4 separate regions of the Sus scrofa genome follow, and all the other regions are linked to region 4. A link is a contact called in public HiChIP or PLAC-seq data. All regions are on one chromosome and are shown on one strand. The core of a region is the stretch at or near the end of the contact, and the rest is flanking DNA. Distances in the headings are between cores, read along the strand shown. Region 1 overlaps ITPR1 (inositol 1,4,5-trisphosphate receptor type 1). Region 2 overlaps LOC106505661 (a long non-coding RNA gene). Region 3 overlaps ITPR1 (inositol 1,4,5-trisphosphate receptor type 1). Region 4 has its middle 45 kb from the start of BHLHE40.

The links. HiChIP or PLAC-seq counts read pairs in DNA pulled down with a chosen protein or histone mark.
Region 1: a contact with region 4 is called in an H3K27ac HiChIP or PLAC-seq map of alveolar macrophages. The contact joins two enhancer-like sites. A contact is called at or near these places in 1 of 47 Hi-C or Micro-C datasets (embryonic fibroblasts) and 2 of 2 datasets of contacts at active chromatin or transcription factors (alveolar macrophages and skeletal muscle).
Region 2: a contact with region 4 is called in an H3K27ac HiChIP or PLAC-seq map of alveolar macrophages. The contact joins two enhancer-like sites. A contact is called at or near these places in 15 of 47 Hi-C or Micro-C datasets (alveolar macrophages, brain, embryonic fibroblasts and 8 more) and 2 of 2 datasets of contacts at active chromatin or transcription factors (alveolar macrophages and skeletal muscle).
Region 3: a contact with region 4 is called in an H3K27ac HiChIP or PLAC-seq map of alveolar macrophages. The contact joins two enhancer-like sites. A contact is called at or near these places in 1 of 5 promoter capture datasets (liver), 11 of 47 Hi-C or Micro-C datasets (alveolar macrophages, embryonic fibroblasts, epiblast stem cells and 6 more) and 2 of 2 datasets of contacts at active chromatin or transcription factors (alveolar macrophages and skeletal muscle).

What each region holds. Positions count from the first base shown.
Region 1 is chr13:61,334,321-61,337,673 of Sscrofa11.1, reverse strand. ITPR1 (inositol 1,4,5-trisphosphate receptor type 1) reads right to left here. Exons shown (of 59, transcript XM_021069282.1): 44 at 3,320-3,353; 45 at 1,658-1,768. Among named protein-coding and RNA genes, the nearest start is that of BHLHE40, 190 kb to the left of the region's middle. Within about 2 kb of position 1,738, at least 19 of the 83 cell types and tissues checked have an H3K27ac peak or open chromatin away from gene starts, as enhancers often do. A contact at or near this core is called in alveolar macrophages, embryonic fibroblasts and skeletal muscle, where this site is marked.
Region 2 is chr13:61,437,523-61,441,217 of Sscrofa11.1, reverse strand. LOC106505661 (a long non-coding RNA gene) reads left to right here. Exons shown (of 12, transcript XR_002337646.1): 7 at 1-3,485. Among named protein-coding and RNA genes, the nearest start is that of BHLHE40, 89 kb to the left of the region's middle. Within about 2 kb of position 1,792, at least 70 of the 83 cell types and tissues checked have an H3K27ac peak or open chromatin away from gene starts, as enhancers often do. A contact at or near this core is called in alveolar macrophages, brain, fetal liver and 5 more, where this site is marked.
Region 3 is chr13:61,382,276-61,385,585 of Sscrofa11.1, reverse strand. The region is part of intron 57 of ITPR1 (inositol 1,4,5-trisphosphate receptor type 1); the gene reads right to left. It overlaps LOC106505661 (a long non-coding RNA gene), which reads left to right. Exons shown (of 12, transcript XR_002337646.1): 8 at 2,071-2,108. Among named protein-coding and RNA genes, the nearest start is that of BHLHE40, 140 kb to the left of the region's middle. Within about 2 kb of position 1,680, at least 44 of the 83 cell types and tissues checked have an H3K27ac peak or open chromatin away from gene starts, as enhancers often do. A contact at or near this core is called in alveolar macrophages, liver, skeletal muscle and 1 more, where this site is marked.
Region 4 is chr13:61,570,879-61,574,452 of Sscrofa11.1, reverse strand. No RefSeq gene overlaps it. Among named protein-coding and RNA genes, the nearest start is that of BHLHE40, 45 kb to the right of the region's middle. Within about 2 kb of position 1,997, at least 66 of the 83 cell types and tissues checked have an H3K27ac peak or open chromatin away from gene starts, as enhancers often do. A contact at or near this core is called in alveolar macrophages, brain, embryonic fibroblasts and 6 more, where this site is marked.

The DNA.
Region 1 (3,353 bases), core at 489-2,988, 240 kb after region 4:
GCCTCCCAGACCATAATTTCCCATTAGATCTAAAGTTCATTCTGTACTTCTTGGCATGAGCTCATTCTGGGTCCCAAGCCTATAATACTCTGTACGCTTCTTTGCATGTAAGACTAGCAAGTTGTTTTGGTGAGAGGGCACAGTGTTTTTCTTCCTTCCCAAGCACAGATCAGAGCAGTTCAGTCATGTGGTTGTGCTATCAAAAAGTGGCTTTCCACCAGACAGAAATTTCTATAATAACCTACAGGTTACTGGATTAGATGAAAAAGCCACTGACATGCTGACCCAGAGCACATGAAATCCTCAATTTATTTCAAGCTCTCATCATATAAATACTGATAAATGGTAGCCAGGGACGTGAGCTTGTATGAGCTTGTGGAGTCAAGTTGATTCTCCAACATGATTTGTTAAATGAGTCAAAAATAGCCCCCCAAAAAAATCCATTTAAACTATACACCCAAACCAACAATTAGCTTGGACCCTCAGTATGAAATACTAAAATGAAAATAAAAATAACTGTGTGATTCTTGTGCGCTTCGGTGTTACCACCTTCCTAATGACCTTTCTTTCCTCTGGCACCACAGATGCCATAAATACAGATCAGCTTTTCAGTGAAACGCTGTAATTCCAGGCTTTCCTGTGACAGTGACAAAGTACCCAGGGCCACGTCTGGGGGTGAGATAGAGGGCAGAGCTTAACATGCCTGAACAGGGGCACAGTTAAAAAGGAAAAATTTTCAGGGAGGCTAACATGTTTCAAAATACCCTTTAGATGCCAGGATGGGTTGCAAGTTCAATTCCAGAATTCAATCTTTGGACCCTTAGAGAATCTTTGGAACCCCTAAATAGGAGTAAGCATTTTCTATTAGTTTGTTTTGAATTTTTTTACTTTAAAAATTACTTTTGGGGGGGTATGCTCAAGAAATCACTATCAGGAGTAGTAGGTATATCAGCTTCTCAAATATCCAAGAGCTTGTAAACCCAGCAGCTTAAGCACCTTGAAGTCACTGCTTTCACCCCATAAAACTATTTTGGTATTAGAGGGAGTCAGCAGGTCAAGGGTGCTTCTCCATCAGTCATCTGTCACCTGCTGTTTGTATGAGATGCAAAGAAACTCATCAGAGGCCTGTAGGCAAGATACTGGCCAGTGTAGCTTTTCTTATTTTAACCCAACATTTATGAACAACCCTTCTGCTAAATCAAAATCACGACAGACCAAGGAGTTCTCTGACAACAACAAAAAAATTTTTTTGGTCTTAGAAAGGTTTACTTGTTCTATTCTCCAAATGGCCCTTTTTCTCAATGGGGAAAAGTGAGAGATCCTAGAGGGAATGAAGTTTTATCGTTTTTCTGTCTGTGGTTTTCAGAATCAGGGCTGTTAGGTCTTGGATGCTTTCAAACTTGTTTCTCAGCTTTGAGTGATGAGGTTTCATTCCATGGGACCCGTGAGTTGAAAAGCTGGTATCCTGTCCTAAGACCTTATTTGGAAGGGAAAGACTGCAGTTCTGCATTTTAGAACATGCAACGTGGATCATTCATTTCATTTAAAGGAACTGCCTTGAACATTTACTTTCACAACAGTGACCATGTCACGTGCAGAGGCAACCCACATAAGGGTTTCCAAGGGCTACTTTCTTTTGCTTTCAATTCCTACTTGCCTTCAGTTCTAGCACAAGATCCATCCTCTTCTTTCCCAGGGGGTTGATGTCATTGAGGATCAGTGCTGTGATGATGTCAATGCCATTGGATTCATGGGTGGCGATGCAATTCTGAGGAAAGAGGCAACCACAGACATTTACCCAAACGCTGGTCATAAATCAGACGTCAAAGGCCAACAGGCTGAACTGCTATTTCAACACAAAGCTTGCCACTCCCAGCAATGTCTCTAGGGGAGAGCTGCAAATTTTCCGTGAGAAAGTGGTAAAAATAAAAGACAGATGAGAATCTCTAGTTTCAGAATTAACAGTAAACAGCAGGAAAGTCCCCATGGGCTCTAACTGATAAATTGGTCATGTGTAATCCAAATAGTGCAGTGGGCTTTTGTTCTTAAGGGAAAATAGGGTGTGTGACTGATTCTGGGTTCTGCGTTGTTTTCCCCTTTAAGGTGTGTTCCATTCTCTCTGCATCACTCGATTTTCGTATTGCACACTTTTGCTCAAGGCCTAAGCTTGGAAAGCAAGTTTCCTATTTAATTCGCACAATATCAGAATGAATCACCTTCCCCCAGGTAAGATCCCCATTTGCAGCAGAATCTCCTCCTACTGGAGGGGTCTTTAAGCTCCCTTTAAAAGACCTCCGTTTGGCAGAAAAGCAAACTCGAGGCGACAGGGAAATTCACTTAGATGTCAGAATAAGCCTTTCTCCCCAGCCTGTTGTCATGTTTTGGTTCCTTTTCCCTTTCACTCAGACTGTACCATTTGTCTCACCAGGAAACCAGGAGAGGAAAGTGGATCTAACAAAACTCTAGCCTCAAAGTCGTGGACAAGTAAGATCATATTTTTAATGTATAGCAAGTTGTGCCTCTTGTAAGCTGTCCTTCTCCCCTGAGCCAAAGTTCTGGCCTTGCTTCCCTAGTAACATAGCATATATTGTTCCTTCCCTGAATTCTGGGCTTAAAATGGGCCATTTAAGCACTGGCCTAACCACTCCACGCAGGAGAGAGCCGTACTTTGGGTTAAAAATCATACTCATTCTAGCATCAGTGCAAAAATTACAACATCTATAAGACGTCATGGGTAAGTAATGACTCTACTCAAGAAACGATTAGGTTCCAACCGCTCCAAAAATAAACTTGCTGAGAGACCTACGTCAGGACTAAAGGGTCTTTCTCTTCTCTGAATGTCTGTGGTGTCAAAGTCTCAACCATACATTTTCTCCTGTTATTTTCAACTTGTTTCATGTACACCAAGGTTTTTCTCTCTAGTTAGTTTTAAACTTCCTGCTGTGAAGTAGCCCCTTTTGGAGTCTCTCAATTTTAAATAAAAAATTTTAGTATTTAAAATAGAGCCCAGTCTTCTGGTCTTAGAAACTCCAGCTCTAATATGTATCCCTAGTGAAGTCAGAGTGGGACCATTCACACCACACCAAGCTGGGCATGGAAACCCAGGGCAACCCTTTCAATATCTGCGATTAGGTCATGTCCTGAAACATAATACAACCCGGGACGCCCTCCTCATTGCTGGAAAAACGCCCTCAGTCCTAAGGACTTGCTAGGGCCATAGGTAGGTATCATGTGATTTTTGAATTAGTCACTGTCAACAATTTTTCAAAATGATCAACTTTTTTTTTTTTTCCCCACCCCAAAATGAGAACAGAATTACCTGGTTCTCATGGCAAGGTCCTTGACAGTATTCA
Region 2 (3,695 bases), core at 543-3,042, 130 kb after region 4:
ATAAGCTCTGTGGTAGGTTGAGCACAGGGTCTCTACCATAAAGAGCTCATTATTCAGGAAGTTATCAGGTGCCTTCCCATTTGCTGTCCTAAGGTAGACATAGCAGTTGAGCCGTTACTGGCTCTATCTGCCTCAGAAATTTCCACAACAGCATCCAGATACAGGCAGAATCTTGTGCACCTTACCCAGTTCAATTACTCCTTTATCAAAGTCCTTAATTTTCCATGTGGGATGTGGTAGAACAGTAAAACTGAGATCTTTCTGGCACTAAGCTCTTACCCCGTCCCTACGTCTTTTGTACTTTATTGCCAGAACTCTCAGGAGTTCTGGCAATAAAGTACAATGAAGAAATGGTATTTCTTCATTGTACAATAAATACAAATGAAGAAATGGTATTTATTTATTTATTTATTTTTTTGGTCACCATAAGTGATATACAAATCCTTATGCTCAAGAACGTAGCTTATCATTACAACTAGAACATAGATTACCATCTGCTAGATCTGCTACCCAATTAATTTTTTGGTGTTTATCCCTTCTCTCAGCTCTTGCTGTTATCTCCATAAACTAGGATCTTCTTATCCTTGTTTCCTTAATAATTCACACTGTCTCCCCTCACAGCCTATTTCCAGGGCTTCCATCTCCTCAAAAATTCAGTTTAGGCCCCACAAAGCCAAATGAAGGAAAGAAATTCTTTCAAATGTTATGAAGAAAGATGTGATTAAAAATCAATCCGTGAACAGTTACCAAGTTCTAAAAATCTTTGGGGAAGAGGGTGGCAAAGAGGAACCAGAAATTTAAGATCTCCAGTCAGTAATGCTTTTCATTATATATTCAATTCCCATTGTTCCTTAATCTTTCCCCCATTCTATATGGACAAGAAAATGAAATTTGGGGTAGAGTAGCAGATCTGGATAGTATTTGCATCCAGATACCAACCTAAAAAACTGTCCATGGGAACTCATAATCAAGCGCAGCTATCTGCTGCCAAATATGACAAATGGGGACATATATTCACTTAAGTCCTGTATCAGTAACATTCCATCTTACCAGAGGCTATGACACTTTCTTCCTAGTGTTAGAAACAACGAAAAGCTTCTAGTCCTCAAGGGAAATGTGGCTTGAGGGATCCTTGGTGTATGACACACAAAACTGACATAACACACATACTTCGTATTTCAAATATAACTTCGCGGTGTACAAATAATACCTATAATTGGGTTAAATTAATGGCAGTAGTCTAAGCATCGGTGAAGTTCTAGGCCTGCCCTGGACTAGCCTCTAGAGCAGGTTACTGCCGGTGGGTGCCCTCAGGTGAGACTTCATCTCTGGGCTTACTACTCCTACTGGGAGATGAAACTTGGCTCAGAGCGCCCTGGAGACGATCATTACTGCAGCGTGTGCCACTCTTCAGGAACCCCTGATGTTCTTACATGAAGGACTTAGTTGGGGTTCGAGTGATTTAGACATAAAATGGGAAAATCCGGAGCAGTTCTGACTTCCCTTTGACGACGCCAAAAGGGCATTGAGTGCAGCCCACGACACCCACTTTTTTCTTTTTCAGAGGAAACGCCTCCTCTCCCATCCAGACCTGCCCCGCCTCCCCGCCTTCCAAAATAACTCGCGGCCTCAGCAGCTCAACCGCGTTCTGACCCCATCCAAACCCCTACCGCGCGCACGCGCACAGAGAGAGCGGCAAAGCCCGCGGCGGGGCGGGAGGTGCAGGCGCGAGCCTAGGCTCCAGCTCTCCCTCGACGGGGCGGGGCCCCGAGGGGCGGGGCGAGAGCGAGGTCCCGCCTTGCCATTGGCGTTGGCCTGGCCAGGTGGAGGGCCAGGTGGAGGCCCGCGTGAGCAGCTGGCCCACGGGCCCACGGTCCCAAGGGCCCCTGCGCGCAGGCGCAGAGCGGGGCTGGGAGCGAAGGCGGGGGAGGGAGTGCCTGGGAATAGGCAACGTACTCCTGGCGCGGTGCCTTGCAGCTGATGGCGGGTGGGGCCGTAGAGTAGGGCTGGCCGCCGCTTTCTCCTGTGGACCGAGGCTGCTGACGGGAAAACGATCCGGGAGGGAAGCGTCCGCGCCCAGGCCCCTTTCCCTGAAAGTCTGCGGCATCTTAGAGCCGAGTAAACCAGACAGAACGTTGAAGTTCGCAGACCTCAGCCTTCGAGGCCTCTCTGCCCGCTGCCGGCTTTGAGTCCTCTGGCGTCACTTAGCCTGGCCTCGGTTTCCCCACTCTTGTAGAGGGCTTGTGGCCTGAGAGTGGCCGCGAAGAAGAGTTCACGTCACAACCACTACGTGCCTAGTGAGTTTTTTGAGCATCCAAGTCACGCCCTTGCCCTCAGGGAGCCGGGTGCCTAGTGGCGGCTCTGAGCAAGATGGAAGTTCCGCGGTGGTGTAGCGCCAGGGCCCGGAGTGCGCCCCTCCTGGTGGCTTGGCCGCACTGCCTGCGTGGGCTCCAGCCTCGGCTTCCTCATCAGCGCACAGAATGTGCTTCACAGGTAACGAGGGAGTGTGGAGTGCCAAGCGTCGTCCCTGGCACGTGGTGGGCTCACAACACGAGTTCCAGGCTTCAGTCAGTGCCAAGGGTATCTTTCAGAGCAGCCAGGAGGTCCAGAGGTGCAAACACAGACCATGCGACTCAGGGGGCATAGCTGGAGAACAGAATCCAGTTCCTCTCCGACCGGCTAGGGAAAAGGGATATGATGATTAATTGATTAAGCACACTCCCTTTGATCCTTGTCTTGCCTTAGAAAAGGCTTCCTCAGGCTTCCTTTCCCCGTCTTTTTAGTTGGTAGTGTTTTAGAAAGGCTAGGAAACATTGATTTTTCTGAATTCACTCTTACATTAAGTCCTGTTCTGATGATGAAGAAGGAAACTTGATTGATCTGCATTTGGGGCAGTTATTAGTGTACTGGATTAATTTGGAATAAACTTGTCAGTACTCAACAGGAGAGCTGGCAAAAAAGCAGATGTTCAACTGTTAGTGTGGCTCTCTGTTGAAGGCTTGAAAAATATTCGTGTTCTGTACTGTGTTAGCTTCCTGGTCTCAATAATACCCACCCCTACCTCCATTGTCACTAGGGTGGTCCTTATAAACTATTGTTAATTCTTTTTTTGAGACATTTTTGACCTTAATGTCACCTTTTCCTACCAGTAACCACTTTAAGATCCTGTTGCTGCAAGAGTTCAGGGAAAATCCATTTGTAATATTTAGAGGATGACCACACCCTGACTTCTGCAGAGTGTTGAGTAAATCAAACTAGTTTGTTGTTTTTTTTTTTTTTTTTTTTTTTTTTTTCTGGAAAAAACCTGCAGCTGAAACTGAGATTAGGAATAAAGAAAACCAGCTGGATCTTGTCCCTTAATGCCAGTGATAGTTTCTGTTTGTGGTCTGTTTGTCATTCAGCACGCTTTGGGAGAATGTGACTAGCTTTTTGTAAGCCTACCGTGGTATGCTCTACGTGATCCCTTGCATCCAAGATATGCACAGGTAACTGATTGATCCTGACCTCCTTAAGTGACTGACAGGTGGGCTGTCAGTGGGCTGCCCACAGGTAGATCCTTATTGGAAAAACTGGCCATTTGGTTGATATTATCTGTGAATAATAATTTTAGAATTTATTACTGAAAGCACATGAGGTATTCCAGGGCTTGACTTTTTCATTTATTTTCATCTTTTCATTTCTGTATTTTATACAGT
Region 3 (3,310 bases), core at 431-2,930, 190 kb after region 4:
AGTCTGCCAATAGCTTAAAGTTTAAGGAAGAGTTTCTTCTCCTATTTCAATAGTAAGTGACCAAATGACTACAGATTCGAAAGGGAATTTTCCATGTCAGATTCACATCTTCTTTTATGGCATATGTGGTTTGATTATTGGACTCCCGAGCAATGATTTCAGAAAGGTCTCTGACAAATGCAAAATGCACAGACTTCATCTGACAACCATTCACTGAACATTTCTAATGTCCATACCTGGCACAGTGCTGAGTGCTGAGGGTTTGGAGATGAGAAAAGACAAGGCTGCTGCCTCCATTGGGCTTTAATGCAAGGAATATGGCCATAGGGCGGGTCTCAGGGCTCTCGCCTTTCCTGGGGCACTGTCTCCAAGTCCCAAATGCCCAGTGCCTATATGCTGGACAAATGAACGGGGCCCACTGGCCTCCAGAGATCTGCTACTGCCATCTGTGCTCCTCACCTCAATGGCCAAGGAGATGCTTCTGTATGCCTCTGTACTTGGGCCACCTATAATCCTGGAGCATAAAGGCTCTGCCCAAAGGGTACAGAAAGCCAGAAATCATGCATCTTTTTAGAATGTCTATTTTAGCCAACAGTAAACAATTGAAAATATTTTTATATTAAACTCAAAATATGCCCTGGAGCAGAACATGAAATTGAAGCAAATTTTAAAGATAGAATCCAAGATTTTTAAGAAATGCCACACTTGCCACAGGCCACTTTAGGCCATGTGCCCCAATCCTTGGTGATAAACCTTCATTCTCCATTTCATTCCTTCAATGCAAGGGGAGGAACAGGATCTTCTGGCCTAGATATACATCAGTTACCACCTTAGAGGTTCTCTCTCCCTCCATTCCCCCAGCCTTAATATCCAACAATGAAAAGCGTGGTGGGGGCCTCTGCTAACACCCTGACCACAGGCAGCAAGGGAATCTAGGTGCTCAGGATGGGGTGGATGGTTGTTCCTTTGCACTGATGAGGGGAGATCCCCAATTTTGAGATCCTAGGTGTTGCCAGTATTTTAAGTAGATAATCATCCCAGGAAATCTCAAATTACTAAGGAGTATGTAGTAGTTAACACTAATAACCAATTCCAGCCAAACCCCAACTGTTCTCTCACTTTCCACCTGGTCTTGCCCCCTGCACTGTAGGATGAGCTCTGACACAGCATTAAGGCTCCTCCCAGGAGGCCCCCTCTGCACAGAGATCCAGATCTTCACAGAAAAATGGTTAGAATCTCTCAGTTGCTAGCGTGGGTGCAGAGAGAACACCTGAATCCAGTTACTTTCTACTGAGCTCAGACTTTGATATAAAATGCTGAGCTTGTGTAAGCGCTGAGTCCAGTGACGGCTGCGCCCATGGTTCACTAGCCAGAGTGTGCCGGTCTCTAAATATTGGCAGAATCCTGCCTTTTTTCAAGATCAAAAACATTGATCTCAGGTTCCTGGCTTCTACTGGATTTTTGAGAAAGTCACCTTCAACTAAGACATTTTGTTCAAACATGCATTCATCTTGGGTGCGTGTGTGTGGTCAGGAGGGTGGGGTTTGGGGAGACCCGTGGGCTCCCTGTGGGCTGTCAGCTGCATCTGTTGTTCTGGGTCTGAGATGTGCCCTGTGCTTCGCTAGCTCCTCGTGGTGCTGGCATCTCGCATACCAATGTCATTAGGTACTGTCTGCCTTGGTCCTCCTACAATCCAGCCAGTGCAGTTCCCGTCACAGCAAGCACTTCCTCTGTCACAGCAGACAAACTGACTGAAGCCACAGCCGGAAGCAGGCTGGCCACAAGCTCTAGGGTTCTGGTTAGTTCTTTTCTAGGTAAAGTTGGAAAAGTCCCTGCAAAGGCAAACACTGAAGTTTTAGACACGGGGGCGGCACTGACCTCTTGAAATGTTCTTGACTGGAAAGAGGGAGGGAGGGTGTGTGTGTGTGTGTGTGTGTGTGTGTGAGAGAGAGAGAGAGAGAGAGAGAGAGGAAGGCAGAGAGGAGAGGAAGTTGGATCGTATGATGCAAATGCTAATCATTCTGAGAAGCGTTTTTTTTTTTTTTTCTTTTTTTTTCTTCTCCTTCCCAGGTTCAACTGAAGAGGCTGTTCTAAGAAAGATGACTGAGGTAATCAATCACCTCCTCAGAGAAAGTCCACTTAGGTAGAGAGTTTTGTTTACCATATAAACAACAAAGCATTTATTGTTGAATCTCTTATTCTTTTCCAGCCAGACTAGAGAAATGAGACTTTTTTAGTGGGGGCAGGAGGGTAAAGGAAAGGGTCATGAGAGAGAAGAAAGGTCGTGGGAAAATGGAGCTATAAGCCACAGAATCCCCTCTACGCTCCATAATCGACTCTGGGAAGATTCAAGAAGGCAGACTGTCCTTTCAGGTCAAGTGTTAACTGTGTTTCTACTTATCTTACCAAGCAAAACAACAAGCTGGACTTTCCCAGAATGCCCGTGGATGCTTAGGTGACAGGGTGACCAGAGTGGGGGAGGGGAGGCCTGGAGACAGATTCTTAGTCTCCCTATGTATCCAAACCCCCAGAAAATGCCTGGAGAGGAGGTGAATTGGGAGGGTTAAAGATGACCCTTTACTTTCCTAAAGCCGGAATGTATTACACTCAATAAACTTTAAATATTTGCTCCTTTTGTGAGTTAGGGCGATTATTTGCATCAAAGAGGAAGAAAATAATCTTGAGAGCTCACTTTTCTAAGATCACAGAAAACAGTCAAAATCCAGAATCTGTTGCTTTGGGTGAAAAAACAGTGATAATGATCGCCAATTAATAAGCTCAAGATTCCAAAATTGCCATTGATGGTATCTGTTACACATTTTTTTGGAGGGGAGGGGGTGGAAACCTAGACAAAAAAAACATGGATCCCAGTGGTAAAAAGATCAGGGTTTGGAAGGAAGGACAAATAGAGCACAGAGGATTTTGGAAGCAGTGACACTATCCTGTTTGCTGCTCTAATAGTGGGTGTCCTTGCATATCTGTCCAAACCTACAGAATGCACAAGAGTGAACCCTAATGTTAACTGTGGTCTTTACTTAATGCTAATATATTCATATTGGCTTATTAATTATAGTAAATACACCCAGTAATACACAATAATAAAGGAACTGGGAGGAGGGAGGGAGAAGGGGGCGCATGGGAGCTGGGCCTTTCTGTTCAGCATTTATATAAACCTAGAATTTCTGTAAAAATAAACTCTATTAATTAAAAAGAAAAAAAATCCCACAACCTGGAATCTGTTGGCCAGCCCCACATCCAAGGATTTAGTTCACAGGTGTGTTTCCACAGCAGCCTCATGAAGTGAGACGGC
Region 4 (3,574 bases), core at 748-3,247:
CAGCAATGTAGGCCCTGGTGTAATCTGATTTAATGCTCATTAATTGAATTGCTCTACAGTTTACTGTTTGAAGCTCAATGCATATTTTCAAAGGCAGCTCCATTTCCTCTTAAGCCCTGACACCATTTTTCTATCCCTCCCAATCTGTAAGTTAAATGACTCACAATTTCTTCCAAGGGTCCTTAGCCCTGAGCAAACAGGAGGGGATCCTACTTGTAAACTTTCTCTCCCACTGCTGACATGGAATGGCCACCTGATTTGTTTTTACAGGATAAGTCCCCAGCAAGCACCATCTAAAAAGACAGAGCAAACCCTAAAAAAGTGCTTCTCGAAGTGTGGTCCCTGGACCAGCAGTGTCAGTAGCACTTTTGATTAGAAATGCATACTCTGGGCCCCACCCCAGACTTGCAGAATCCAAACCTGCATTTGAATGAGATCTCCAGTTGATTGATCAATAATGAAAACAAGGCAATTGCTTTAGTGAAAAGGACCGTGAAGTATATAAAAGAGAATGACGTAACAGTGACTGGGAAGAGGCTACTTCCCAGAGCAGCTATTCTCAGACTTTTTGGTCGCAGGCTCAAATTGCACTCTTAAAGACTGGTGAGGATCCTAACCAGCTTTGTTTATGTGGGTTCTATCTATCAGTATTTACCATGTCAGAAATGAAAACTAGTAATATTTACAAACATTGTTAATTCACCTTAAAATAATAAACTTTGGAAATTCCCATTGTGGCTCGGCGGTAACAAACCTGACTAGTACCCATGAGGACTCAGGTTTGATCCCTGGCCTTGTTCAGTGGGTTAAGGATCTGGTGTTGCCGTGAGCTGTGGTGTAGGCCGGCAGCTGCAGCATCAATTAGACCCCTAGCTTGGGAACTTCTGTAGGCTGCAGGAGCAGCCCTAAAAAAAGAAAAAAAAAAAAAAAAAAAAAATTAAAATAAATAAATCTTACCTATATATAAAACATATTTTATTAAAATGGTCATATTTTCTATTTTTTCTTTCCTTATTCTTTTTAAAAAATTTCATTAGCCTTATTTTCTAAAACTAAAAGAATTAATAAGAAGAGTGACATAGGTTCACATGCTTGCAAATCCCTTTAAATGTCTGCCTTAATAGAAGAAGTCTAGATACTCATACCTGCTTCTGCATTCAGTCTTTTGGAGCATGATATGTCATGTGAACTCTGGAAAACTCCACTGCACACATAAGAGAGAAATAGTGAAAAAGGCAAATACCCTCCTAGTTTTGCTATAAAAATAGTTTTGAGTTTGGGTATTCCCCCACCCCACCCCCACACACAGAGGGTGGGTCCTGGACCACACTTGGAACTGGTGATGTGTTGTGATATAGCAATGGAGAAAGGCCTCACAGTGTGGGGGCGTGTAAAGAGCCATCTCCATGATAAAGAGTGGGATGACTTCTCACTTTAAAACAACCCTAGAGGGAGTTCCCCTTATGGCCCAGCAGGTTAGGAACCCGACTTGTATCCAGGAGGTTTTGGGTTTGACCCCTGGCTTCGTGTTGACCCCAGCTATGACGTAGGTCACAGATTTGGCTCAGATCTTGAGTGGTTGTGGCACAGGCTGGCAGCTGCCTAGTCCGGAAACTTCCATATGCCACAGGTACAGCCCTAGAAAGAGGAAAACAAACCAAAAACCCCCCAAAACCTAGAGATCGTTCAATGAGGGTGTCAATTCGACTTTTGGTTCCGACTTGGACCTAAAGGAGCTGCAAAACAAATGACAGGTCCCTTGTCCTCTCTGAGCCTCGGTTTCCTGGTCTGTCTTTTTTTTTAGGAGGGTGAACTCTTAATATTACAGCCCCCACTCCACCACCCACCTCCCTCCCTTTGGGAGGTCCCAGCGGGAACTTTAGAGCAACCTTATCTTCTGCCCAGCAGAGGGCGATGGAGACCAGCTCTGGCTGCACCATCTCCACCCCGGAGGCCCTTTACCGCCTTGCTGTGTAGAGACACAAGGTTCCCTCGTGATCCGGGCGGTTTACTTGGCATCATCTGGCACCAGGTATCTCAGGCAACCTGGGCCCTCTCCGGGGAGCGGTTGAGAGCCGCCAGAGCCCTTCCCATTGATCCAAACGTGGCCAGGTTGGGAGGCTCGGATTTTCCTGAGAAGTCTGGGAAGAGCAGAGGGGGAGAACTGGTTTGGGCATTTCCCCGCCCCCCCCCCCCCCCTCCACTGGGCCTGTCAGTGAGAAAGCACCCAGGAGCTGTTGACTCTGCACAGGGAAAACCAGGCGGGGTGGCCGGAAGGGAACAAGACGGAGCGCAGCGCCAACTCTCCCCCGGGGCTGCCTGCCTGCAGGCACGGGGCTGCGCTTGCATCAGCGCTGCCAAGGCTGGGGCCAGGGCCGCCCGCGACGTCAGCCGCCTTCCCAGAAGAATTCCACCGCCTGCGGCCTGGGGCCGGCCCGCGTGGGGGCGGGGGCTTTTGGTTTCGGAGGATGACACCACTTGCTTGCTGCCTCTCCTCGCCCGCACTCCGTTGTCATGGAGACGACAGCATCCTGGTAGCCTTGGCGAAGCCAACCCGCCCTCGAGAAGTGACCCGGAGCACGGCCCACTCAGGAAACCACTGGCTCTAGGATGCTCGCGCAGGGGGACAGGGCTGCGCCTCCCGGATTTTCCCCTGGGGGCGCCCTGCAGGGCCACCTTCCTTATTCTACAGGATTATCAAGATCTCGAAGCACTCTCACCAAGTGTCTAGAAACATCCCTGGGCGGGGAGGCGCGCGCGGGGCGGGAGGGGGGTGAAATCGGAAGACCAAAAAGGAGCCCTAAAACAACCTGTATGAGGCAGAACTGATTTTTCAGTCCTTTAAGTTTTTGCTTTTTTTTTTTTTTTTTTTTTTCTTTTCTTTCAAGGAGCAGTTTCTAATGATTATCTTCAAAAGATTCTCTGGCTGAAGCTACCCTCAGTGAAGCAGTTTGTTTTAGTTCGCTTTGGCAAGCTAATTGAGCACCTAGACTGTGCCAGGCTAAGGGAGTGGGGGTTGATAATAATAGTGGGGCGTTGAACACGTTCAACCAGACATAGAAGTGAACTCATTTATTCTTTCCCACAACCTTAAGAGGTAGGTCTTGTCCCATTCTAGAGAAGAAAACTCAGAATATCCAGTAAATCTGAGACCGATTAGGGGGTAAAATCAGAACTGAATCCTAAACCAGAGATCTTAACCATTACCAAGCAGCCTCTGGAACCATGAATTAAAATGGTGGGTATGACCTTTAGTCTCTGGAACCAAGACTGCATTTTTTTACTGCGCGGAGACCATGCATTTAATTTTTAATTCTGTGTGAATAATAACTGAGAAGGTCAGGACAAAAATAATCCTAAAAAAGGAATAAGGCTTATATAATAATAACAAATGCAGCTAACACTGAATACCCACTGTACATCAGGCACCCACTAGTCATTACCACTCTTGGTACAACAACTCTCTGAAGTCAGTTCTATTACTTTGGACCCTGCTTTGCAAATGAGGAAACTGAGGCACAAACTGGTGAAGTAATTTGTCCGAGTCCCATAGCTGGTAGATTAATACTTGGTA